Linked DNA regions of Arabidopsis thaliana: region 1 is linked to region 2. The links are chromatin contacts, called in public capture Hi-C maps. All regions are on one chromosome and are shown on one strand. The core of a region is the stretch at or near the end of the contact, and the rest is flanking DNA. Distances in the headings are between cores, read along the strand shown.

The links. Capture Hi-C pulls out chosen DNA fragments and counts their contacts.
Region 1: a capture Hi-C map of root shows a contact between it and region 2, with 2.6 times the contacts expected there. A contact is called at or near these places in 1 of 26 Hi-C or Micro-C datasets (seedling) and 1 of 3 other capture datasets (root).

The regions. Positions count from the first base shown.
Region 1 is chr1:24,904,963-24,908,619 of TAIR10.1, forward strand. It overlaps SWEET6 (Nodulin MtN3 family protein), which reads right to left and starts at 2,274. Exons shown (of 1, transcript NM_105348.1): 1 at 1,489-2,274. The coding sequence starts at 2,274. The coding sequence ends at 1,489.
Region 2 is chr1:24,517,253-24,521,249 of TAIR10.1, forward strand. AT1G65900 (plant/protein) reads right to left here and starts at 1,349. Exons shown (of 11, transcript NM_105262.4): 1 at 864-1,349; 2 at 669-771; 3 at 557-582; 4 at 205-417; 5 at 33-104. The coding sequence starts at 1,073. It overlaps NAC028 (NAC domain containing protein 28), which reads right to left. Exons shown (of 6, transcript NM_105263.3): 6 at 3,416-3,997. The coding sequence ends at 3,681.

The DNA of each region.
Region 1 (3,657 bases), core at 1,024-3,523, 390 kb after region 2:
AGATATTGATTTCATGAACGTAAGAGTCTTGTCATGGAACTCCTAACAATAAATAGATTGACCCATATCATTTTTATATTACGTTCTCGGTTACATCACACTTTTAATGTTGGATTCCTGATACGCCTGCTCAAGAGGAGGGGTTTTCAATTATATTTCAATTGAACCTCATTCTAAAACTAGCAATAAACCCAACTTGGTATTGAAACTTAAATTTTGGGATGTTACGTTGGACATTTTTCCGAAAACTAATTTTCGGCAAATTTGTCACTCGAAACTACATTGAGAACGTTGGATTCATCTAATCTACAAGCACTATCTTTGTAGTTTGTAGATTGTAGTGTATACTCAAACGTAAAATTTGAGGTTTGTTTCTGAGTGAGAAATGGATATCCAAAGTTGGGTATATGAAATACACAAAATGGATAAAGTGGTTTTTGTACATATTGGAAGTTGGAGAAAAAAATCTGCTAGTATATAAGGTGAAGGTTTCATGTCCAAGGCTTGTGGCCTTCTTTATTTTTTTTTTGCTTTTTCTTTTTTCAAAAGGCTTGTGGCCTTGTGTCACCATATTTGTGTAAGTAGGGGAAGGAGCTAATTCTCTTGATGCTTGGACGGGTGGGTTAGGTTGGGTCATTAGATGGGCTTGGGACTAAATTTTCTTTACTTAGATTCATTTTGTATTTGCTTCTCTCAATCTGAACTTTTTATATTTAACTTCTCAATCCTTATGGAGAGCTTCTTGACTGCACTCTCCGGTAGCCTTTCTTAACCATCCTCTCCGGTTTAGGAGCCATGTTTTTAATTTTCTTGGCCATGAACAATATGCCTCATTGTGTTTAGGTAGTGTGAGAAAATTGGAGCTTATGTGAACAAAACTTCTTATTATTTCAGTGGTATTCCCTATTGGACTACTTTTGTTTTTTTCATCTTTCCACTTACACTTTAATGGGAATGGGCTATGGGCTGATTTAGTCTCATGTTCAACACTACAAGCCCTAATCCTAATTCTTGTTATGAAATTCACCAAAATATTTGGACCAAAGAGCTGATCAAACCAAGTTTGTATCTGTTTCTAATCCTTTACTCGGTTCTAGGGAAATCGAGTTAATATTTGTTTCTATTTATTTGGGAAACTTTTCAGGCAATCAAGTCTAGGGAGAGAATTCTTGTTGATAAATTTTGGATAAATGACTCATTGATTAATTGAAGAATAAGTACAAACTATGGGTTAACATTAGTTGCATTTTTAGTGAATTTGTTCAAGAAACATCAACGACTTTTTCTCAATTTTCACTCTTGAAGAAATGGTCCTCAAACAAAAAAAAATGACCAAAGAGAGAAGTCATATTTTTAAAAGAGTCTACGGCTTCTGAGAACTATGGACAACGAAATTTGACTTATTCGCATATTACAGTCCTAAAAATATAAAAAAAATCCTAGATGATTATATAATAAACTTACAGTGAATAACATGAAAAGACCAAATCAAACGCCGCTAACTCTTTTGTTTAAATATGGGATGTTCTCGGGTTCAGTTTGAGCGATCGCATTGGATAATCCGACTTCACCAACGTAACCGAGTCGGTTCTTCCTTTCCTCCATTATCCCTTTGGTAGATTTGTAGTAGGTACCATACAATATTAACTGTACTAGTCCAAAAACACACCCAATCCCATTTGGTATAGCCAGGAATGGATCAAAAGGCACAAAGCCATAAATTGTCCAAACACCTGCGTTTAGAAAACCAACTACCGATAACAAAAACGGCATGAACTCCAAACTTTTTGTTTTTATTACCATTTTCATGACAGACAATGGAGAAGCATACATCATAGCGTTGAAAACGCAAGATACAATCCCAACGCTTATCGTCCGTTGATCGGTAGTGTGTTCGAGAGTTAAGACCAAAACCGCAAGGGTAGCCACAAACACAACTTGAACGGTTAAAACAGCGGATATTACCAACCGATGTTGTTGACGACCACAAAATACAAAAAAGATTGTAAGGAAAACGATTTCGATCGTGATTCCTATACCGCTTATTGTAACGAGCAAGGTGCTATCAGGATGAACCATAGGAAGTCCATAAAGAGCACGAACCAAACAGTTTAGGAGAGTCGCTAAATATGGCAATGGTGAGTATTTTTCCACTGACTTCTTTTTCACTATGTGTATAAACGTTGGCGTTGGCGATAGAAACAAACATAGAGAGATGAAGTTTCCTAATATACCAACAATCTTCCGAATAAGATTCAACTGTTCATGCACCATATTGTTATGATGAAGGGTAGTTATCTTGAAAGAAATATAAAAAGACAAAATAGAAGAAGAAGGCAAAAAGCAAATTTGAGTAAGATTGCTCGATAGAGTCATGGTGAGTAGTTCATTTTCATAGCGGACAACACGTGGAAACATTTTCCACGGGAGGAACAACACATGGATATATCAGAAGAAGTTAAACACACACACAAAAAAAGTCCAAACACATCGATCCACTACCAAGAACAAAAAACGTTGGACAATGGATATGAAAAATTTGGGTTGCGTAAAATATCTATAATATTCAATTTAATAGTATGCTTAGGGATATCAAAATGGGTAACCCAACTCAACTTAACTCATAATCAAATGAGTTTAAATGAGTTGGGTCAACCCATAACTCATTTAATTTAATGGGCTGAGTTGTTAAATGGATTAACCCATTTAAGTAATAATTTAATTAATTATTATTATAAAATAATAATAAATAATTATCATTATTAATTCATTATCATCAAACTTAGGATATTTACGGATTCCACTTTTTATTGGTTTACGTTTTTGGCGGGAAAATCACGGGTTTACGTTTTTGGCGGAAAAATTATAGGTTTACGTTTTTGGCGGAAAAATTATAGGTTTACGTTTTTGGCGGGAAAATTACCGCTTTACGTTTTTGGCGGGAAAATTACGGATTTACGTTTTTGACGGGAAATTCACGGGTTTACGTTTTTGGCGGGAAAATCACGGATTTACATTTTTGGCGGGAAAATCACGGGTTTATGTTTTTGGCGGGAAAATCACGGATTTACGTTTTTGGCGAGATAATCACGGGTTTACGTTTTTGGCGGGCAAAACACGGGTTTACGTTTTTGGCGGGAAAATCACGGGTTTACGTTTTTGGCGGGAAAATCACGGGTTTATGTTTTTGGCGGGAAAATCACGGATTTACGTTTTTGGCGGGAAAATCATGGGTTTACGTTTCTGGCGGGAAAATCACGGATTTATGTTTTTTGGTGAAAAAATTACGAGTTTACTTTTTCTCAATTTCATCGCTTGTATATTTAAGAAATTTGGAAAAATATTAATTTTATTAAATTGGTTTAGATGTGTTGGTTAAACTTAAATTGGCATTGATTTAGAGATTTTAGTTGGTTTAATTCAATTTTACAAAACTTGATAGTTTAATTGGGTAACCCATTGAAACCATTAACCATTACAACCCAACTCATTTTACTCATCAAACCAATTGACTCATCAAACCAATTGACTCATCAACTCATTTGACCAATCAACTCATTTGAGTCAAAAATTTTAACTCATTAGGGTTCATGGGTTGAGTTGAGTTGAGTTGACCCATGAATTTTGACCCATTTTGACACCTCTAAGTATGCTATT
Region 2 (3,997 bases), core at 99-2,598:
TTTTGCTAAGAGAATCACAAATAGTCACTAACCGAGTCATAGACTTGATTGGCTTTAGTTTCAAGATTTGTAAACGCTCCAAGGAATTTGATCCACTCCGCTCGCTTATTCAAGATTACAAAACCAGCACAACCTCATATCAAAATGTGTAATGGTTATCAATTTTGGTTAGGTTTAGAACTATGCAAAGATAATAATTGGCACCTGAAGAGGTGTTCCTTCACTAAGTGGAAAAAAGTTTGCAAAATTGCAAGTCTGAGGTTGATCAGTATCGCTGATGAAATGCGCCGCGAATTGAGATAGTTGTTCACCTTTGTCAAGCTTAACTACTTCCCCTGCCTCACACAGTTTCAGAAGACACGGTGAAACTACCTCATCCGATGTTATTCCCTTCAAGCTTCCGAGTAATCCAAGTAACTGCATATAATCAAAACTAAATCCATTTTTTTTTTTTGGTACATTTTAAAGTGTGATCCTAGTCTTCTATAGAATTTTTTGGCTAGTGCCAATAAAAGTCTAGAGCTTATGTATTGAGATACTAGAAAGGAGTGTTTACCTCAAAGAAAGAAACCGGAACACTTCCTGCATAAGAGAAAACATAGAGATCTAAAACAACAGAATTTTGTTAAACAGAGGAATGAAACAGGGGAGAAAAAAACAGAACATACCTTGAGAAGATTGAGTGTCTAATGAGTAATTTAGAAGTGGAATCACATAAGACTTTATCCTGGAAGTACAATACTTTGTCCGAACCGCCATTCTAGAAGTGTTCTACATATTATCCTCAATTATCAGACACGAACCATACCATACATTTGGAAACAAAAAGATGAAAGATAAGTTAATGAGAAAAGAGCAAGAACCTGAATAAGGAGATAGCTCTTGCCATCAATGGCGTTTTTGATGACTTTAAAGGTCTGTCCATAATAGATATGGAAATTCGTAGCATCTTCCACCTTTGAAATGATTCCAACCTTTACATTGTTGGAAGCTCCGTTTGATAATCTAGCTACCATGCACCACAATACTAACAATAGTATCAGAGGCCAAGAACTATAAGGCAATGGAGACATTATCACTGTTAATGGTGATGAAGAAAGAAGACAAAATCACAATTAACCCTTTTTGAATTTAGATTGGCTCTTCTTGAATTCACAAGACAAATATCTGTGGGTTTTCCATAGAGGGAGAGAGATAGAGTGGAGAGTGATAGGGAGAAATATTTTATTATTGTTGTTGGCAAAAATAAATAAACTTTTTCTATATGCTAGAATTCTGTTGGAATGTACTTTTTGTTTTTAGTTTGATTTAAGAATAATTGTGGAATTCAGATGGAATATTTGCCTCACTGGACATCCTCACTCAAGTGTAAATGTATATGCAACCACTATTTCACATTCTTCATACATGTGAATACCCTTTTGTATTCATTTTAGTATAGTGTTTATACGGACAATTGATTCATTATCCCTATGTCTCTCCAATTCCTATAGATGGAAGTTCAAACAGATTGAAACTTGTGTCAAGGTTGCAAAAGCATGTGAAAAACAAATAAATGTATAAATTTCTGGTTAATTCCGTTTAAGAAATTTAAAAATCGATCTCAATGCTGTTTATAACACAATGAAATAATTTCTTACCACAACCAAAAAAAAAATTAGAAAAATATAAAAAATATTTGGAAAGTGAGGTTTTGATTGATTGTGAGAACAATAGAGGAGGTGACCCGTGAAGAAAGCACGCGACTATTATTTGATTTGTCACTTTGTGTTTCAATAGTTACCACTTTCGCTTTCTTGTGATTTTCTGTCTACACCCATTACGTATCACCACGTGCATCCCAATCCCCATTACCACAATCTCGACTCCAAGATTTGAGATCGTAAAAGATAACGCAAATTATAATCATTTTAGGGTGTTGTAATTATTGTTAATGATATATACCAACTGTATCATTAATTTTTCTTGAATTTCAAAGGATATGGGAGTTCTTGTTTTCTTTTTTTTTGGTTAAATGGGATTTAAGTTGTAACTTTAAAGTAGGAATAAAGTCAAAGGCTCAAAGCCATATCCATAATATGATACATCTTACCAAGACGCATGAAAATTAATGGATCCATATTTCAACGGAACAATGTTTTAAATAACCTAAACTTTCAAAGAACTTTGTAAATTTCAAAGGATATTGGGAGTTTTTTGTTTTTGGTTGGGATTTATGTTTAAAGTATTTTAAAACGCATGAAATTAGGATCCACATTGAACATCTTTTAAAATAAACCTAAACTTCCGATGAACTTTGTATATTGTAACACTCCAATCCAGCCCATTAAGGCCCAAGTACCCTAAATTATGTCGTTGTGTGTTACTTAAAGTCTCACAAGTCACTTAACGCATCTCAATCTTCAACCCTAAAACAGGCAACGAACCTCAGCCACCACTGTCCATCGTGGTTGAGTTCGACGAAGTTTGTTGTTGTGATCCGATCTGATCCTAATGAAGATGAGGAAGGAAACAGTTTCTGGTAGGGGGAGTGAGATTCAATTGTAGTTATACTTCAGCAAGTAAGGCTAGATGAGAGGTGTCGACATCACCCCTAAAGGTATACCTAGCTGCCAAACTCTTTGATTGCCATGCAAGAATCAACAATATCTATAAAAATCCAGTATGCATAATCATCTTTTGAACTGGTTCTTGTGCTAGAGTTACAAAATCCTAGTTGTACTAGTACCAAACTTTTATGACACTTTTTAGCAGCTTGTTTTCGGTCAAGCTTGAAAACATGATCCATGGAAACATAACATCTATTTTTTTTGTAAATCATAAATTTGTTCATATAAAAGAAGATTTAATTATTAATTGCTAATGACTAAGATATTAAAAATTCAATGTTGAAACGTATCGATATTTGGTATGTTATGAGATATGCATACTCACGACATTGTTAATGTTGCAACGTATCGTAATATGCATATTATGACGGGGCAAGTCCGTCTAGTCCTCTTCACTCAGCGTTAGACACATTCGTTTATTCTATGTTTTGTTTGGGAGAGAATAATGAAGTTTCAATCGCCGATCCATACAAACTATTAAGAGCCAGGAAAGCAAATCTTGGCTCCATGAGATTGGCGAGCTTCTCTGACGCACCTAGATTCTTTTGTAAGAGAGGTTTTTTTCCTCTCTCTATCTTCCATTCACATTTGTTTTAATATTGAAACCGACAGTTTGAACCGTATAGGTTATTCTTAAATATTATCTGTCAAGATTCAAGAACAAAATAGCTCGATAGTAATTTTTGATGATCTATACATTGCAAAACATGGAACAGCAATCGTTATAATAAACAAGTTATTATGAAAATGACTATAAACTTACTCACATATCTATAGTGACTAAAATACTGAAATACAAGATGGCTAAATTGTTAATGTTCGTATAATCTGCTCTTACCGTCTTACGTGCATGCAAACATAATAATAATAATAAAAACCAGACAGAAGACTGATCGTTCAACCCGCGGAGAGATCATATCACTTAATACATAAACAGAAAATAACCAAATCTAGTTTTGTTTAGACGACTTTAGAGAAATGGAAAAAGCAAATGAGAGTAAATACGACCTAGGCAAATGGGAGTACAATAGAAAAGTGAAAAGCCATATATGATATATTGAACCTCAGTATTCAAATAAGACTTATGGTAGAAACAGCTAAGATGATAGCAAGAGAAAGCCCCAACTTCTTCAATACGAAACTATCTTGAAACCGAAAACCTTGTTCGTCAACCATATTTTTCTCTTTCTTCTTCTTCCAAATTTTTCTTCTCACGACAGCATTTTCCATCATGAGTATTGTTCCCCGATTGTTACAATCTCCTCTCGTAGGCTGCCTCGAGTAACCTTCACTGCCTCTGTTTTTGTTAGAGTTACCTCGATGAACACAACGCATCAATAGAAGCATAGGAATGAAGCCAATAACATGCGCGAATTTTCTCCATTGTC